Regions from separate parts of the Mus musculus genome. Here all the other regions are linked to region 1. Evidence: chromatin contacts called from public Hi-C and Micro-C data. All regions are on one chromosome and are shown on one strand. The core of a region is the stretch at or near the end of the contact, and the rest is flanking DNA. Distances in the headings are between cores, read along the strand shown.

Region 1 (2,700 bases), core at 193-2,692:
AACTAATAAAAACTAAGAAAGAGTCTTTTGAAAGTACAAAGAATAAACACAGCATTTAACCCATCTCGTGCCTTTCTACAAATACATCCGAACCGGGACATAGATGCCCGGCTCCCTAAAATACTTTCCATGAGGGAAATGTGAACACACGGGATCTCTAAGGATGCTAATTCTTTAATCTCTCTTCGCAGAGACATGACCACACACAGCATCATGCTACTGCTGCTTTTGTTTATAGCATATGGGAGATTCTGCCCAGGTGAAATTTCTCTCAATCATGCCATCAGGAAAGCATTTACAAGGTAGGAGGATTGGGGGGCTCTTGCAGATCTGGGGAGTGTTGCACTAATTCATGGTCATTACACCCATGTTCAAAGACTTCAGGCTCTGGGTTCCAGAATCAGTTTCCTTCACTGTGTTCCAGAAGGGGGCGCCCTACAGACGATCTACCCACACCTCCTGTCAATTTCACCTATCCAAGACTGTGCCCAGAGAAAGGTCTTCATCAAAGCCTGTGTCTGAAGTCTGTGAAAGGCTGTCTAATTACCCATGTTAACGGAGGGCTCCATTTGCAGACTTTGGCAGGTGCTTGGCATCTCATTTGGGGTCAAAAGTGAAAGAAGTTCTAGGCCTGAGAAAGTCATATCATCTATTTTGCAGAAAAATATCAGTGTTCTTTAACCAAAGGCTACAGTCACAATTCATGATTCCTGATACCCAATTTCAAACTGTGCTTCTCTGCCAAGCATTCAAGTGTTCATTGTTTTTATTTCCTACTTTTAATTGCAGCAGGATTTGCATTATAAAGAAACACTGACCAAGGGAGCAGTTTAAGGCAAAGGCCCACTCCCATTCATCTGACACATGGGTACCTTTTTGGGGTCCTGACACCTCTGAGATTCGGATGCCCAATGAAACGAGTGGATACATTTAGAACATTCCTTAGTCAGTGAAAGTTACCAACTGGGCAGTTTCTTCAAGGCAGTGTGACTCTGGCGATATGGATTATCATTGCTTACTTTCTACTGACAGAACAACTCTACACACTCCAGGGTTTCCTTTCTCTTCTGTAAGGAATATTTTAATACTCATTTCTGTAGCATTTTTATGAATGTGTTGCCTTTGAACAATTCATCTCACCTTTTTGCTTTAGGGACATATTTTTAGATTCTGTAAGGCAGAGGAACACAGGCACCCTGCTAGATGGTGACTCCCAGATGTCATTCCCTTTATTCTTATTACTTTTTAGCAAGGTACTGCCTGGAAGCCCCAGTACTTGAACTTGCCATGACTCAATAATCCCAGGACTGCTAAAGCTCTAGGGAAGCTACATGGTAGTTTCTGAGTCCCATTTTCCAACGCCACAGTTAGCTTCTACTTGGACAACTTAGTTCTTCTGTATGAACAGGTGCGTAGATTATGCCAGGAGGGGGCGCTGTGAGCAAAACAAAGAGACCATGTGGGGCCTTTTTTAGACATGGAAATCAAAACACAAAAACCACTGATTTGGCTAGTTTATTTTTATCTCACATTTCACGAATTCCTTTTTCTTTGACATTTCTCATATGCCTCTCGATTGTCAAATATTCCAGCTGAGATAACATCTGTAAAATTCCTGTACTCTTGGACCTGGTACACTCAGGTAACCCTCCCAAATGTTGACCCAGGTGGGCTTAGAGCCTCATGTTTCCCACAAGGATAGAGACCTCACTGCCATATTTATATGTCATAGTTCAAAATGGAATGTTTAAAGTGGACCCTCTCTGCCTCACCCATCCCCCCAGTCCTAATCCTTAAAATCAACAAGTCCCTAGGGGCTGTTATTTGTAGCATTCTGGGGGCAGGGCAAGCCTAGGAAAAGTGAATCCGATGGAATCCAAGGGGTGCTCTCTTGGCTCCCTGTGGCTGGCAGCCCTTTGCTCCTGGCTGCTGCAGCATCCTCTATAAAGTTAGGATAAGTAAGATTCTAGATTTCTGTCTTCAAAAAAATTACTCTAATATCAGATTGTGTCACATTTAATTTGTGTTTGAAGTACTTCTGAACTCAAAGTCTTCATGAAATCTCAAGTCAACAAAACTTAACTGAGCCACAAGTGAGGTGAGGCAAAATCCTTGCTCCATCCCAGTGGTCTTCTCGCTGGACTGGAGCTGTGGGCCCATTTGATATAATTGCTGTAATTAGTGCACACAGGACCAGGCTATGGTTGGATCCTTTGGTTCACCTCTTGCTCTCCAGTGTGCCATGAAGGAGCACGATGGTTCCTTTGTGTGGGGATGTGTGAGCTCTGGGTAGCAGCAGGTGTTTCTTGACAGCTTCATTAATGTGGTCCCAACGGGGAGCAAGTATGGCAAGTGATAACATTTCTCTAAATTCTGCAAGCTTGGGCCAAGGGTGCAGTTCACTGGCAGATCACATGCTTAATGTGGGCAAAGACACCTTGGGTTGATGCCCCAGTACCTCAAAATCTACTGTGGGTGTGGGGGTGTGTTTGTGTGTGTGTATGTGTGGAGAGATGGTTCAGTGGTGAAGGATACTGGCTGCTCCTCCAGAGAACTCTGCTTCTGTTTCTTACACCCATAGAGCTGCTCATAACAATTTGTAACTGTAGTCCGAGGGGATCCAATGCCCTCTTCTGCCCTCTGAAGGTACCAGGCACACACATGATACACAGAAGTGCATAAAAAGAAAACACCCATACA
Region 2 (2,700 bases), core at 45-2,544, 420 kb after region 1:
TTGGCTTGGGCCTTGTCATTCTTGGAGCTTTGAGTCACATCCCACAGTGGTATAAAGGCATGCGTTTTTGGAATTTTGGTCTCAACTGATTCTTTGGTTAAGCACAGAGCAAGTGAAGAGATTGGTGACATTCATTTACTCTTATCCACTTTATAGGGAGCCTGACGGCTTTGGTGTGCCAGCATTCCATTACGCCCTTGGCTTTACCCTGCAAGCTGCTCATTCCGGAGAGAGGTATGTGGAGGAGTTCTCAGTGCTATCTGGCTGCGTGTACGATCTTCTGTACCGCTGATAGCATGCTGTACCCAGGACCCACCTTACAAAATAAACTAAGGTTCTTTTTTTATGACATATACTCTTAAACCCCAAAGAAAACTAGTGGCCACCTGAATTGAGAAAGAAGAATGCCCTGCTGCTGATAATAGCTTTCAGACATTGCCCATCGTGGCCTGTATGGAAGGTGTCCAGAAAACAAAGACTGCTCAGCTTAAAGATGTAAAACACTTGGGGTCTGGAGAGATGGTTCAGTGGTTAAAAGCACTGACTGCTTTCCCAGAGGTCCTGAGTTCAATTCCCAGCACTTACATTAGGCAGCTTACGACCATGTAAAACTGTAGTTGTAGAAGATCTAGTCTCCTTGGGCACCAGACATGTAAAACGTGTACATACATAAGTAGTTATTTTATATACAAACATGTGTGTGTATGAAAAAATATATTTTCTCAGACTAATTTTAAGGTCACTTGCATTATAGATTCACAGTCCTACAAAATGAGAATGATGTTGCTATGGTTAAATTTAGGTCATGAATGAACAAGTCTCTCTACTTTTATATTTGTTAGAAAATACCCACAATAATTTTTTTAAAAATTAATATCCAGGGTGTATAGGGGCCTTACTGTGTGTCCCAGCTTTCCTGTAGGTAAATGTTATTTTATTTATCTTTTAAATTTTGATCACTTATGTAAATGAATTCAGAGACTTGGAACATGTTTTAGGGGCATACCACCTCCATCTGTGTTCAGAATGGGTTACAGTCTCTGTGGGCTGCATGATTGCCTCGCAAGAGAAAGCTCTGTCACCGTCTGGGAATTCTGTCATCAGATTTTCTTTGCCATGTGGACTACTGTGTCAGGAGCTCATGTCTCGTCTCACTCCTTCCTGCAGATCCACTGGAGGAAATAGCAGAAAACTCTCCCCAGACAGCAGCCAACTCTGCAGCCGAGCTGCTGAAGCAGGGAGCAGGTCAGTGGCCGCAGCTTTGGTTTTGTATCTCTGCATCTCCGAGTCACTGGGCGGAACCGAACTCCATGATAGAACTTCCCTTTGGACAGTCATTTCCTGCTTTTCTGGGGACTGTGAAGGAAGTTTCCTTTTATAGCTGCTTGGCACAGCTGGGTGGGGTGCAGCTGTGAGGAGGCATGGCCAGGGCATCAGAGGCTCGGACTCAAACAAGACCAGATTCAGTGGAATAAATAAATGTTAAGGCCCATATTTAGTGTGGGGGGAGGGGTGCGGGAAGGCAGGATGTGGTGACCTGCCTCGCCAGCTGAAAATGTAGAACTGTTCTGGAGCTGTGACTCAACAGTCCCTCAGCCTGAGTCAACTGCTGGACCCACTCTGCCATCTGTGCTGAGACACACCACACTGGGAGACCAGGCCACTTGGGTGAAATCTTTGTAAATAGATTGTACTTCCTAAATCCACTATGGGAAAGTATAGAAGGCAGAGAGATTCCATGTCAATGCTGGCTCTCCATTCACAGTATCCCACACCATAGTGTTACAGCTGATGAGTTGTCTAGTATCTTTGCATTATTAAGTGAAGTCTGTAGTGTATGTAGAGCTCACTCTTTTTATTTAAAAATTATAATGGCTTGAACATTTACATCATCTCTCCCCCACTCCCCCCCCACCCCCACTCCCCACTCCCTGTCATATTCACAGCCCGAATTCTGTATTATACATGCGCATACACACGAGTCTACTGAGTCCATTTAGTGTTTAGCTCATATGTACGTGTGTTTAGGGCTGACCATGTGGGGTTTAATAACTTATCAGGGCACTCACCCATGAAGAAAACTGAGTCTCTCTCTGTCAGCAGCCACTGGTTGCCTCTAGTGCTAAATTTTACAAGGCTCCGCCCAGAAATACAGTGTTCTCTCTCGGTGGCAATGGGCTTGAGAAATATTGGCATTCATTCATGAGTATAATGTCACATGAAGTATTTTCTTCATCTTAAAACTTACCTCTGATCTCCTTACTCACTCCTCCCTCATAGTCAAGATACTCACTGTCACTGATCTTTTTATGGTCGCCATACTGTCAGTTTTCCCAGAATGCTTTATGCTGTAAACACAAGCTATGTAGCATTTCAGGTTGGTTTCTTTCTCTCGGTATAGCCATTCAGCTTCTTCTATGGCTTTCCAGAGATCGGTCGCTTCCTTCCTTGTGTATAGTGCAGGAGATTATATGTGTGTTTGTACAGATCTGTATGCATATACATATGGGTCCCTGAACATGTGTGTGCACATGTGTTCAGAGGCAGAAGTCCATGTTGTATATTTCCTCAAATTTCCCTACACATTATTTTTTATAGCCGTCATTCACCGTACCTGTAGCTCATTGATGTGGCTAGGCTGGCTGGCCAGTGAGCTCTGAGGATCCACTTGCTCTGCCTTCCCAGTCCTGCGATGGTAGC
Region 3 (2,837 bases), core at 281-2,780, 360 kb after region 1:
AGTCACCATTCTCACAGGTTTTGCATTGGGATGCCTTAAAGCAAGTGGGATGTGTATGGAGTTTACACAGATGCTAACCAATTTAAGTGGGGACTTTGGAAATTCATTGGTACCAAAAGATGACTGGTGGAGAAAGGAGGGGAGGAGCGGTGAGTGACAGTATTCCAGCTTCCAGAATCTTACTCTCCTGCACCTCCATCCTCAACAGCAGCTTAGGTAGCACAGCGTGTGTTCCATGGGAGAATTCTGGGAACCCTTTGATCCTGCAGGGCCAGGGTGAGCCAGAGTGGGTCTTACCTTTTCTACCTCATGAGAACGTGAAAGCAGCTACCACAAGGACTCTAGAACCTAGATAGGTGTTTGTTTGACAGTGTCATTTTTGGAGGTCTGGATGAAGAACATGAGTTTCTGTAACATGTTTTCAAATGAGAACCACAGTGTAAGGAGCTCTCTGTGTCAGAGATAATGGATGTCTTTCATGCTCAGCTCAGGTCCCTACAGGTCTCCAACAGTGAGGTCTAGGCTCCTATTTGGCTTGGTTGGCAACAGTGAGACTGGCCAGTGCTCATGCCTAAGTTTCTTTTCTAGTCAGGGTGTTCTTGGTGTCTTGGCAATTTTTGGGTTCTCTTAGACGCACCAACATTCAGATGGGATGGCCTTTGTTCCCTGTATAACACTAGACACAGATGTATATGGAAGAGGGACGGGTTCCCAAGGAATGTCACCTCAGAGGTGGCTAGAAGATGTGAGACTAGAAATGACATGTTACCGTTTACTCTGCCTCTGCTGAGCTCCAGGCTGTCTTCATCCTTCTTGGCCTGATGCAGAGCACACTGGCCAGACTGGCTCTACACCCCTTACACCTCTGGCTCCGCCTCTTACTCAGTGGACACATTGAACTAATGTTTAGGGATTTAGGTTTTCTTTAGCTTTTTTGGAGTCCTGAGGTTGGTTGACTCAGGACTCCTTGTCCTGTGAAGGCCAGCCGTGAGAGTGAGGAGTGATTGTTAGGCCTGCCCCCACCTTTTATGGACAGTCACACTTGGTATGCTGTCTGAAGGGCAGTCATTATCCAGAGTATGGGAAGCTGGGCTACAAGTCTGCTGGGCCCATCTGCTTTTGGACCTTTATTGGTGTGACCCAAGCTTTGCCATGTGATGAGAAGCTTAGAAAAGGTAGTCTGTCCATTATATGTCCGCTGGGTGCCAGGGCTTGGGTGCCACAGGAAGCAAAGCAGAGGAAACCCCTGCCTCAGATCTGAGCAGCTTAGAATGATGTTTGTTGGCACAAGACAAAAACCCAGCCAGGAAGGGCATGATGAGGAAGAGGAAGCTGGGAGGAGGGGCAGGAGCCGTGAGTGCAAAGGCCAGCAATCCATGGGATGACCGCTGAGGAAATGAATCCGAAGGAGCGGTTGGGCCTTCTTCATTGTAGAAAGAACTTTTTATTAACGCACATGGGTGTCCTTCTTAGGGCTTGAGGGTCTGAGTGCCTCTAGTGTGTGCTTTCCAGTTCTCCTGACTCCACTGCAGGCTGGGAATGATTATTTCCTTTTGTCAGTGGAAGGCCAGGGGCAGTTCACGTGCCAGGACTGAAAATTTTACAGAGAAATGGCAGAGTGAGAATCTGGTCTTCTAGGATGAAAGAGAAGCTTAGGCACCTAGTGTGTCCAGAGCTGAGATCCTTGTCTCTCTTGTTAAGTGGTGGCCTTTTGCCAGCAAACAGGGTGGACACAGTGAGAGCCAGAGCTTCTTGTTCTCCCCGCTGTGGGCCTCCAGGGGCAGCTGCGCAGCTGTTGCTTTGGGCAGCTTCCTCAGCCTTCCTGGCCCTCCCCTGTCTCCCACATCTTCTAGCAGGAGAGGCCAGCTTCTACTTTCGGTGTAGATTTCTTGGACGTTTTCTGAGGTTGAGAGCTAGCTATGCATGCAATTGGAATTGCATAGTTCAGGGGATGTCTCCAGTTCTTGTTGAGGGTTGCCTGTCTGAGCTATGTGGATTTATGAGAACCTCTTGGGGGCTCAGAATTGGACTGGCTGAGATCAGGCTCCTAGGTGCTGCCATTTTTCCCGTGTGTCTGCTATCATTTTCCGGTTTCTTTCACTTGGGGATAGTAATAGAGCTCACCAGCTAAAAACGTCTCTCACAAGCAGCGGCAGTTGCATGCCTTTAATCCCAGCACCTCGGAGGGAGAGTCTCTGAGTTTGAGGCTAGCCTGGTCTACAGAATGAATTCCAGGACAGCCAGGGCTACCTAGAGAAACTCTGTCTAGAAAACAAAACAACAACTACAACAACAACAACAACAACAGCAACAACAGAACACATACCACTCTGGCAATGCTTTGGAGTCTGGTTCCTGGCACATCAGTACTTTCTGACTGCACTTCTAATTGGAAAATTAGGAGAATGTTTTTACAGTTTATTCTTGCATTTCCTTTTCTTTTTAAGCCATGGTATCATTTAATTAAGATTTGTGGAGGACTCATACTTCAGACCTAATGAAAGCTGGAAATGCACTGTCTTAGCACCATGCACTCTGTCCTCGAAACGAGCAGAATCCTTGCCCTTAGCTCTGCGTCCCCGGGACCTGTGCTCTGGCTACCTGCCTTGTGCAGGGAACTGGAATAGCAGCCATCTGGCATCCTGCTGTGTGTGTGTGTGTGTGTGTGTGTGTGTGTGTTGTAGGGATGGGGTTGGGGGAGGGATATCTGTATGTGTAGCTGTGGGGGGCAGATGTGAGTAGGGGGCATGTGTATGTGGTGTGTGTAGAAGCATAGTACCTCTGTAATTCTTATGGAGCCGAAAGTTCGCATGAGCGCCCTTCCCCCATACTGTGTA
Region 4 (2,801 bases), core at 1-2,500, 290 kb after region 1:
GGAGTGTGAACATGCAGGGTGAGGATGGGCCCACATGCACACATAGAGATATGCAGGGAAAAGGCCTTGTGATGATGACAGAGGCAGAGATCCCCGGATCCCCGGGGCTGCAGTGGTCATGTGAAGATGCAAGAGACAGGCCCAGTCTTGCATTTGGCCCTGCTGACTCCCCAGTCTTTCATTTCTAGCCCCATATGTGGGAAGAAATAAACTCCCGTGGTTTGGAGGTATGCAGTGCAGGGTTCTTGTTTCAGTAGCCTCAGGAAACCAATACTCTGGGACCATTGTCATATTACTTAATTGTTCTCCAGAGAACTATGGAGTGATGGGAGAAGAGGCCACTCTGGCTGCAGAGCAGTGAAATAGTCTTCCTAGGAATAGTATGTAGGAATAGCATGGATTCAGAGATGCTCTGTGTGAGGCCCATGCCAGGAAGAGAACTGATAGGTCACCCATGGAAACTAAGAAGCAACCTTTGTCTATGACCTGTCTGCGGCATTGGACAGGACCGTGACACCCCTTTCTCCAGGGAAAGCCAGGACAGCAAAGCCAGACTCCCAGGAGTTCCTTATGTAGCCAGCAGCGATTCTGTGAGCAGGATGCTGGTAGGCCAGCCAGGGCTGGGCCAGTCAGTGTTCATGGATGCTTCCCTGGGATGCCAGGATGCTGGTAGGCCAGCCAGGGCTGGGCCAGTGTTCACGGTTGCTTCCCTGGGATGTCTGACGTCAGCCCAGATCTTTGTTCATCAGTGTCTTGTTTCAGTTCTCTTCCAAAACATCTGAGATGCGGTGACCCTGGAGGCACAGATCTTTGAGAAGTCTGTGGCTCCTCCCATCCAACCACAATCCAGACTTTGATCCTTCTTTTTCTTTGATTTCACCATCCCCTCCCACACCTAAAATAACATCCATCTTTTGACTGTGTCCAACTGTGAGGCGTTTAGGCTTCTGGGTTTCTGGGAAAGGCAGTCCCAGAGAGGAGGTTCCTGGAAGCTGAGCACTGTCAACTGTAGCCGGGAGCTACACATCTCAGCACAAGTCCTACTGGGAAATGGAAAATCCCCCTACAGATGCACCCAACAATGCCAGCCTCCCCTGGCTGCCTTTGTCATCCAGTCTTTGAAAGCCAGGTTGGTTCTTGTTTGAGCTTTTGTTCTCCCTCTGCAGGTGGAGGTATTGTGAGGCAAGGCCAGGACATGTTGACCTTTGGTGGCGTCAGCTTATGCACAAAGGGAGCACAAAGCCCTAGCTAATGATTAAATGCCCACACTGGGTTGCAGCCCTGGTTACACTTGAGGTGATTGCTCGGTTCTTACCATCCTGTCCTCTCACTGTGTTTGCAGTTTTGGGGCTGGTAGAGAAGGGAAGAGGCTGGCAGGGTGACAGCTCTTGTCTTTAGCCCCCACCCCCTTTCCTTCTTCTGGCTCCCTGGGGACCAGTTCCTGAGCTGATTTCTCTTAAATAATGACCTAAGTCCCCAGGGTGGCATAGCCAGCTTCTTTCTGAGGGGCTCGTGGAAGCAGGGGTTTGAGTGATTCGAATGCTGCCAAGTCTGGAGGCTAGTTTGCCCTGCAGTAAGCCAGACAAGATGGCCAATGGGATTTCCTTTCTTCCACGGCCCGCCATGCATGTTAATGTGGGGCCATTGAAGACAATGGCCACGTGTGACTGTTGACAGAACTGTGACTTCGGGCGTGATCAAATATTTATTTGTTTTGGATTCTCCCCCCCCCCCAAACCTTTAGAAAACATCCTTACTAATTATTTGAGAATTGCATATAATTTATTGTGATCATTTTTACTTTATTCCTTCCCTAACCCCTCCCAGACCAAAACCAACTCCCTATCCCCTTCAAATTCATGCTGTTATTTTTTAAAATAACCTGAGGTCAAATTTGATACACACACACACACACACACACACACACACACATATATGTATCTATATCTATCTATATAACACATATATACACATATACATATACATGCACATACATGCGCATGTATGCTCCTATGTGTGGGGCCATTCACTGCACCATTATCAACTTACCAGGGGCTATACCCTTAAAAACCATGGCTCTCTGCCTTACCCAGATGCCGTCATCTCTCAGGAGCCCCTCAGTTGGAGGTGGAGCTCATGGACTGCTCTCTACTCTTATATCCAGAAGATGTTTTTCACTCCAACCTCCCCAGCTCCCTGGCTTTTAGAATCATTCCATTCCCTCGCCCTTCTGCAGTGGTTTCCTAGCCTTGAGTGGTATAGATGTCCCAGTTGTGTTTGACAACTCCACTGACATCCACTCTCTGTACTTGGACGCATTGTGAGTTTCTGTGCTAACCAGTGTCCACTACACAGAGATCCCTCCGATGTGGCCTGAGAGCGGACTGATCTATGAGTACAGATATCTGAATTTAGAGGCAGTTGATTAATTATGTCTGTTTTAGTAGAAAAATACTAAGTTATCCTCTAGGGCCCGTGAGCTCCCAGCTGTAGGTTCTTGGTTAGATTTACAAACTTAATACTGGTACTGTCTTTCAGCCTGCAGTGCAAGCCTTAACTCTAACTGGAAAGCAAAAGCAACATTCTTGTTATTGTTGCACCCATGGGCAACAGATCTTGCCTCACCAGGGTCATTATTGTAGCTCACAGGGTTCACAAGTGGGTAAGTCTGATGATCCCCCCCCATCCTCATCGCCCCCCCTCCCCGCCTGCCCAGGCCTACATTGTATCTTCCAGTCTAGTACTGTGAAAGCTAGCCAGCTCAGTACCTACTTTGTTTCTCAGTGTCCTGTGACTAAAGT
Region 5 (2,700 bases), core at 112-2,611, 310 kb after region 1:
TTTGGGTGGCTGCTGTTCCCAGCTTTCTCCGAAGCCCTCATTAGGTGAGTGTTCATCCTTTTTCTTGTTATCCTTTTCTTGACCTCCTCTTCCTCCCTTGCAGGACCGTGGTTCTGAGTCCAGCCATGGAGGACAGCCACGAACTGGACCTTACGTATGTCACCGAGCGTATCATCGCAGTGTCCTTCCCTGCCAGTTGTTCAGAGGAGTCCTACTTGCACAGCCTGCAGGAAGTCACACGCATGCTCAAGTGTAAGCATGGAGACAACTACCTGGTGAGTGGGGATGATAGCCACGGTGTGGTGGATGGGCTGGAGGCAGGAGTCCCTCAGAGGACTCGTGTGAGGGCCAGGGGTGTCCCTGTGCCTTGCTTGCTTACACCTGAGGAATGGTTTGGGGGCCTGGAATCTGACTCATGAGTCTAGGGGCCATGTCCTCTACCCTTCTATTGTTAGCTTTGCTGTTGTTGTGTCACGGGCTGTGACAGTTGACTGTAGGGGTGGCTGCTGCCTCTGTCCAGCACTGAACACAGCTCCTCATCAGTAAGACTGGCTTCTGGGAAAGTAAGGATTCCCAGTCAGAGTTCCTGGTGTCAGGAGGCAGCCATGTCTCCTCCTCTCGTGCATTAGAAAGACAAGCAGGCGGGTGTCCAAGAAACAAGGCAGTCCTCAGGGGCAAATGTAGGTAACGTGGTTTCCCAGCAGGTGTGTATCAGATAAAGGAGACCATATTTGAGCAGAAGTAGAAGAATCTCATGTTGCTCTCTCTGATTGGCCCTGCTCTCTTCTAGGGCTGCCAGCTCCAGAGAACTTTTCCTGCTGCTATAATCAACTCTCAGATTACATGACAGCTTCTAGCACCTTCTCTCATGCTGCCGCCTTATCTAGGGAGAGCTAATCTTACAAAGCCAACAAGGAGGTTATTGTCATCCTTAGAAGCTTTCTCCCATGGTTAGACCCATTGCTAAGCCGTGGCTTCCAGGATAGTCTCTGTATGGACTCCCTATGACCTCTAACAGTACTACTCCCTGAGGTCCAGCCTGGTTGTGGGCAGGGGTGTAGCATCCTAGCCCCCAGGATGGATGGCTACAGCTTTCATGAGACACCTCTGGAGCTGCCTCTGCCTCTAGCACAGCCTCTTCCAGACCAGGGCTCCTTCAGTGGGAAGCTGTCCCCAGAGAAGTCCCTTTCTTCCCACCCTTCCTAAAGAGACTGCCGAGGGCATCTCCAAACCCACAGGCCTTTTATGGAAGGCACTTAGACTGCTGGAGCTGGTCAGGATATGGTGGTGTTCTGTGCCCTGCAAGGAAAGGCAGCTGAGTGCTGATGATTCAAGCAGGGCAAGCACGGGGCTAACGCTGAGTAGGCCTGGGAGGTAGCTGGGGCCGAGTTAGGGAGGAACCATGTGTTCTTTGTAGGACTTGAGCCCACAGATAGCTGTGGTTTCTGAGTGGCAGGTCTTAAGCTCAGTTGACAAGAGACTGCTGCCTGCCCCCAGGATATTCCTCATGCTGAGCAGGACTAAGAAGAGCTACTGTATACACGTGGGTGTATAGACCCTGTATTTGAAAATGTTTGTAGCCATTGAGTTTTTCTTTTTTTTTAAAAGCAAAACAAACAAACCAAACAACAAAAAGGAGAAAGTTTTCCTTGCCCATTTTGGCTCAGGGTAACAAAAGAAAAACGCAGGATTCACAAGGTTTTCGTATTATCCATCCATCCATCCATCCATCCATCCATCCATCCATCCACAATATACTTTGTTTTTACCCTGTGACCACACACACATTTGTGCATTTCCATCCCTTTCGGTCCCCTTAAAATGCAGGTGTCTCCTTCCTCTTTGAGGACCATGATTTGTCTGAAATCTTTTTGTCTCTTTGTAGGTATTAAACCTTTCAGAGAAGAGATATGACCTTACAAAGCTTAATCCAAAGGTATGGAATTGACTTCCTCATATTTGAACTTTGTAAAGTGTCAGCGATGTGAGTTTTGCTTGTGCAAAAGAAGTTTCTTGTAGGCCTTTGTGGAACATAGCTCGATATCAAAAAGTACTCAGGATTGTTTATATCCTTTGCTTGCTTCTAGAATTAAAAGCAGTAGTTCCATAAAAGGTGAGTACACGTCTTACTTCATCCATGTCAGCAACTTATTAAACGCATACAGGTCCAGCATCCCCACTGAAAATCTAAAGTCCAAGTTACTCAAGCTAAAACTTGACCTGCAACAATGGCTCAGTGGTGAAGAGCATTTACGGCTCTTTGAGAGAACCTGAGTTCGATCCTCGGCACCTGTAGTAGCAGCAGCTCACTGCTACCTGAAATTCCTGCTCCAGGCTGGTCAGACGCCTCTGCTCTCTGCAGGCACTGTGCTCATGTGTACATATCGCCCCCAGTGTCACATACAAAATTGTATGTATCAGTGGAAAGAAAATTTCACACCCTGGAAACTTTGTCCTGTATACAATAAAACATTACTGAAAATATATAAAATTGACTTGAGGTGCTATGCATATGGTGCATATGAGACAAATAGATTTATTTTGTTTTCAGGAATGTATCCCAAGACACTTATGTGCAGATACTCTTGAAATTGAAACAACAGCAGCAATAATATCAACAACAGCAAAAAAAATCAAAACCTGTCTGGCCCTACTCGATTTGGAGAAGGGACACTCACTTATAAAACATCCGTGTCAGAA

What was found. A called contact is a pair of places that touch in the nucleus more often than the background predicts.
Region 2: a contact with region 1 is called in a Hi-C map of bone marrow-derived macrophages, with 20 read pairs. The contact joins two enhancer-like sites. A contact is called at or near these places in 2 of 15 datasets of contacts at CTCF or cohesin (large pre-B cells and stem cell-derived epiblast-like cells), 23 of 484 Hi-C or Micro-C datasets (the BV-2 cell line, LSK cells, bone marrow-derived DN3 thymocytes and 12 more), 6 of 115 datasets of contacts at active chromatin or transcription factors (the NIH/3T3 cell line, astrocytes, bone marrow-derived dendritic cells and 3 more) and 1 of 9 other capture datasets (embryonic stem cells).
Region 3: a contact with region 1 is called in a Hi-C map of bone marrow-derived macrophages, with 31 read pairs. The contact joins two enhancer-like sites. A contact is called at or near these places in 1 of 484 Hi-C or Micro-C datasets (bone marrow-derived macrophages), 1 of 115 datasets of contacts at active chromatin or transcription factors (embryonic stem cells) and 2 of 9 other capture datasets (adipose tissue and embryonic stem cells).
Region 4: a contact with region 1 is called in a Hi-C map of bone marrow-derived macrophages, with 35 read pairs. The contact joins two enhancer-like sites. A contact is called at or near these places in 3 of 15 datasets of contacts at CTCF or cohesin (the NIH/3T3 cell line and embryonic stem cells), 13 of 484 Hi-C or Micro-C datasets (3T3-L1-derived adipocytes, the AML12 cell line, the C2C12 cell line and 8 more), 20 of 115 datasets of contacts at active chromatin or transcription factors (the HPC-7 cell line, bone marrow-derived macrophages, cardiomyocytes and 8 more) and 5 of 9 other capture datasets (adipose tissue, bone marrow-derived macrophages, embryonic stem cells and 2 more).
Region 5: a Micro-C map of granulosa cells shows a contact between it and region 1, with 4 times the contacts expected there. The contact joins two enhancer-like sites. A contact is called at or near these places in 8 of 39 promoter capture datasets (the 3T3-L1 cell line, the C10 cell line, embryonic stem cells and 4 more), 9 of 15 datasets of contacts at CTCF or cohesin (the NIH/3T3 cell line, embryonic stem cells, hippocampal excitatory neurons and 4 more), 299 of 484 Hi-C or Micro-C datasets (the 3T3-L1 cell line, 3T3-L1-derived adipocytes, the 4T1 cell line and 143 more), 45 of 115 datasets of contacts at active chromatin or transcription factors (CD4 single positive thymocytes, the HPC-7 cell line, the NIH/3T3 cell line and 28 more) and 4 of 9 other capture datasets (adipose tissue, embryonic stem cells, liver and 1 more).

What each region holds. Positions count from the first base shown.
Region 1 is chr11:8,858,798-8,861,497 of GRCm38.p6, reverse strand. It overlaps Pkd1l1 (polycystic kidney disease protein 1-like 1), which reads left to right. Exons shown (of 52, transcript XM_017314870.1): 41 at 192-302. Among named protein-coding and RNA genes, the nearest start is that of Gm36772, 61 kb to the right of the region's middle. Within about 2 kb of position 1,442, at least 16 of the 459 cell types and tissues checked have an H3K27ac peak or open chromatin away from gene starts, as enhancers often do. A contact at or near this core is called in DN2 thymocytes, bone marrow-derived macrophages and granulosa cells, where this site is marked.
Region 2 is chr11:8,442,480-8,445,179 of GRCm38.p6, reverse strand. Tns3 (tensin 3) reads left to right here. Exons shown (of 31, transcript NM_001083587.1): 26 at 157-234; 27 at 1,168-1,245. Among named protein-coding and RNA genes, the nearest start is that of Tns3, 220 kb to the left of the region's middle. Within about 2 kb of position 1,294, at least 94 of the 459 cell types and tissues checked have an H3K27ac peak or open chromatin away from gene starts, as enhancers often do. A contact at or near this core is called in bone marrow-derived macrophages, where this site is marked.
Region 3 is chr11:8,495,789-8,498,625 of GRCm38.p6, reverse strand. The region is part of intron 16 of Tns3 (tensin 3); the gene reads left to right. Among named protein-coding and RNA genes, the nearest start is that of Tns3, 170 kb to the left of the region's middle. Within about 2 kb of position 1,530, at least 43 of the 459 cell types and tissues checked have an H3K27ac peak or open chromatin away from gene starts, as enhancers often do. A contact at or near this core is called in bone marrow-derived macrophages, where this site is marked.
Region 4 is chr11:8,567,835-8,570,635 of GRCm38.p6, reverse strand. All of the region lies in intron 4 of Tns3 (tensin 3), which reads left to right. Among named protein-coding and RNA genes, the nearest start is that of Tns3, 95 kb to the left of the region's middle. Within about 2 kb of position 1,250, at least 73 of the 459 cell types and tissues checked have an H3K27ac peak or open chromatin away from gene starts, as enhancers often do. A contact at or near this core is called in bone marrow-derived macrophages, where this site is marked.
Region 5 is chr11:8,546,507-8,549,206 of GRCm38.p6, reverse strand. It overlaps Tns3 (tensin 3), which reads left to right. Exons shown (of 31, transcript NM_001083587.1): 6 at 104-275; 7 at 1,886-1,936. The coding sequence starts at 126. Among named protein-coding and RNA genes, the nearest start is that of Tns3, 120 kb to the left of the region's middle. Within about 2 kb of position 1,361, at least 12 of the 459 cell types and tissues checked have an H3K27ac peak or open chromatin away from gene starts, as enhancers often do. A contact at or near this core is called in DN2 thymocytes and granulosa cells, where this site is marked.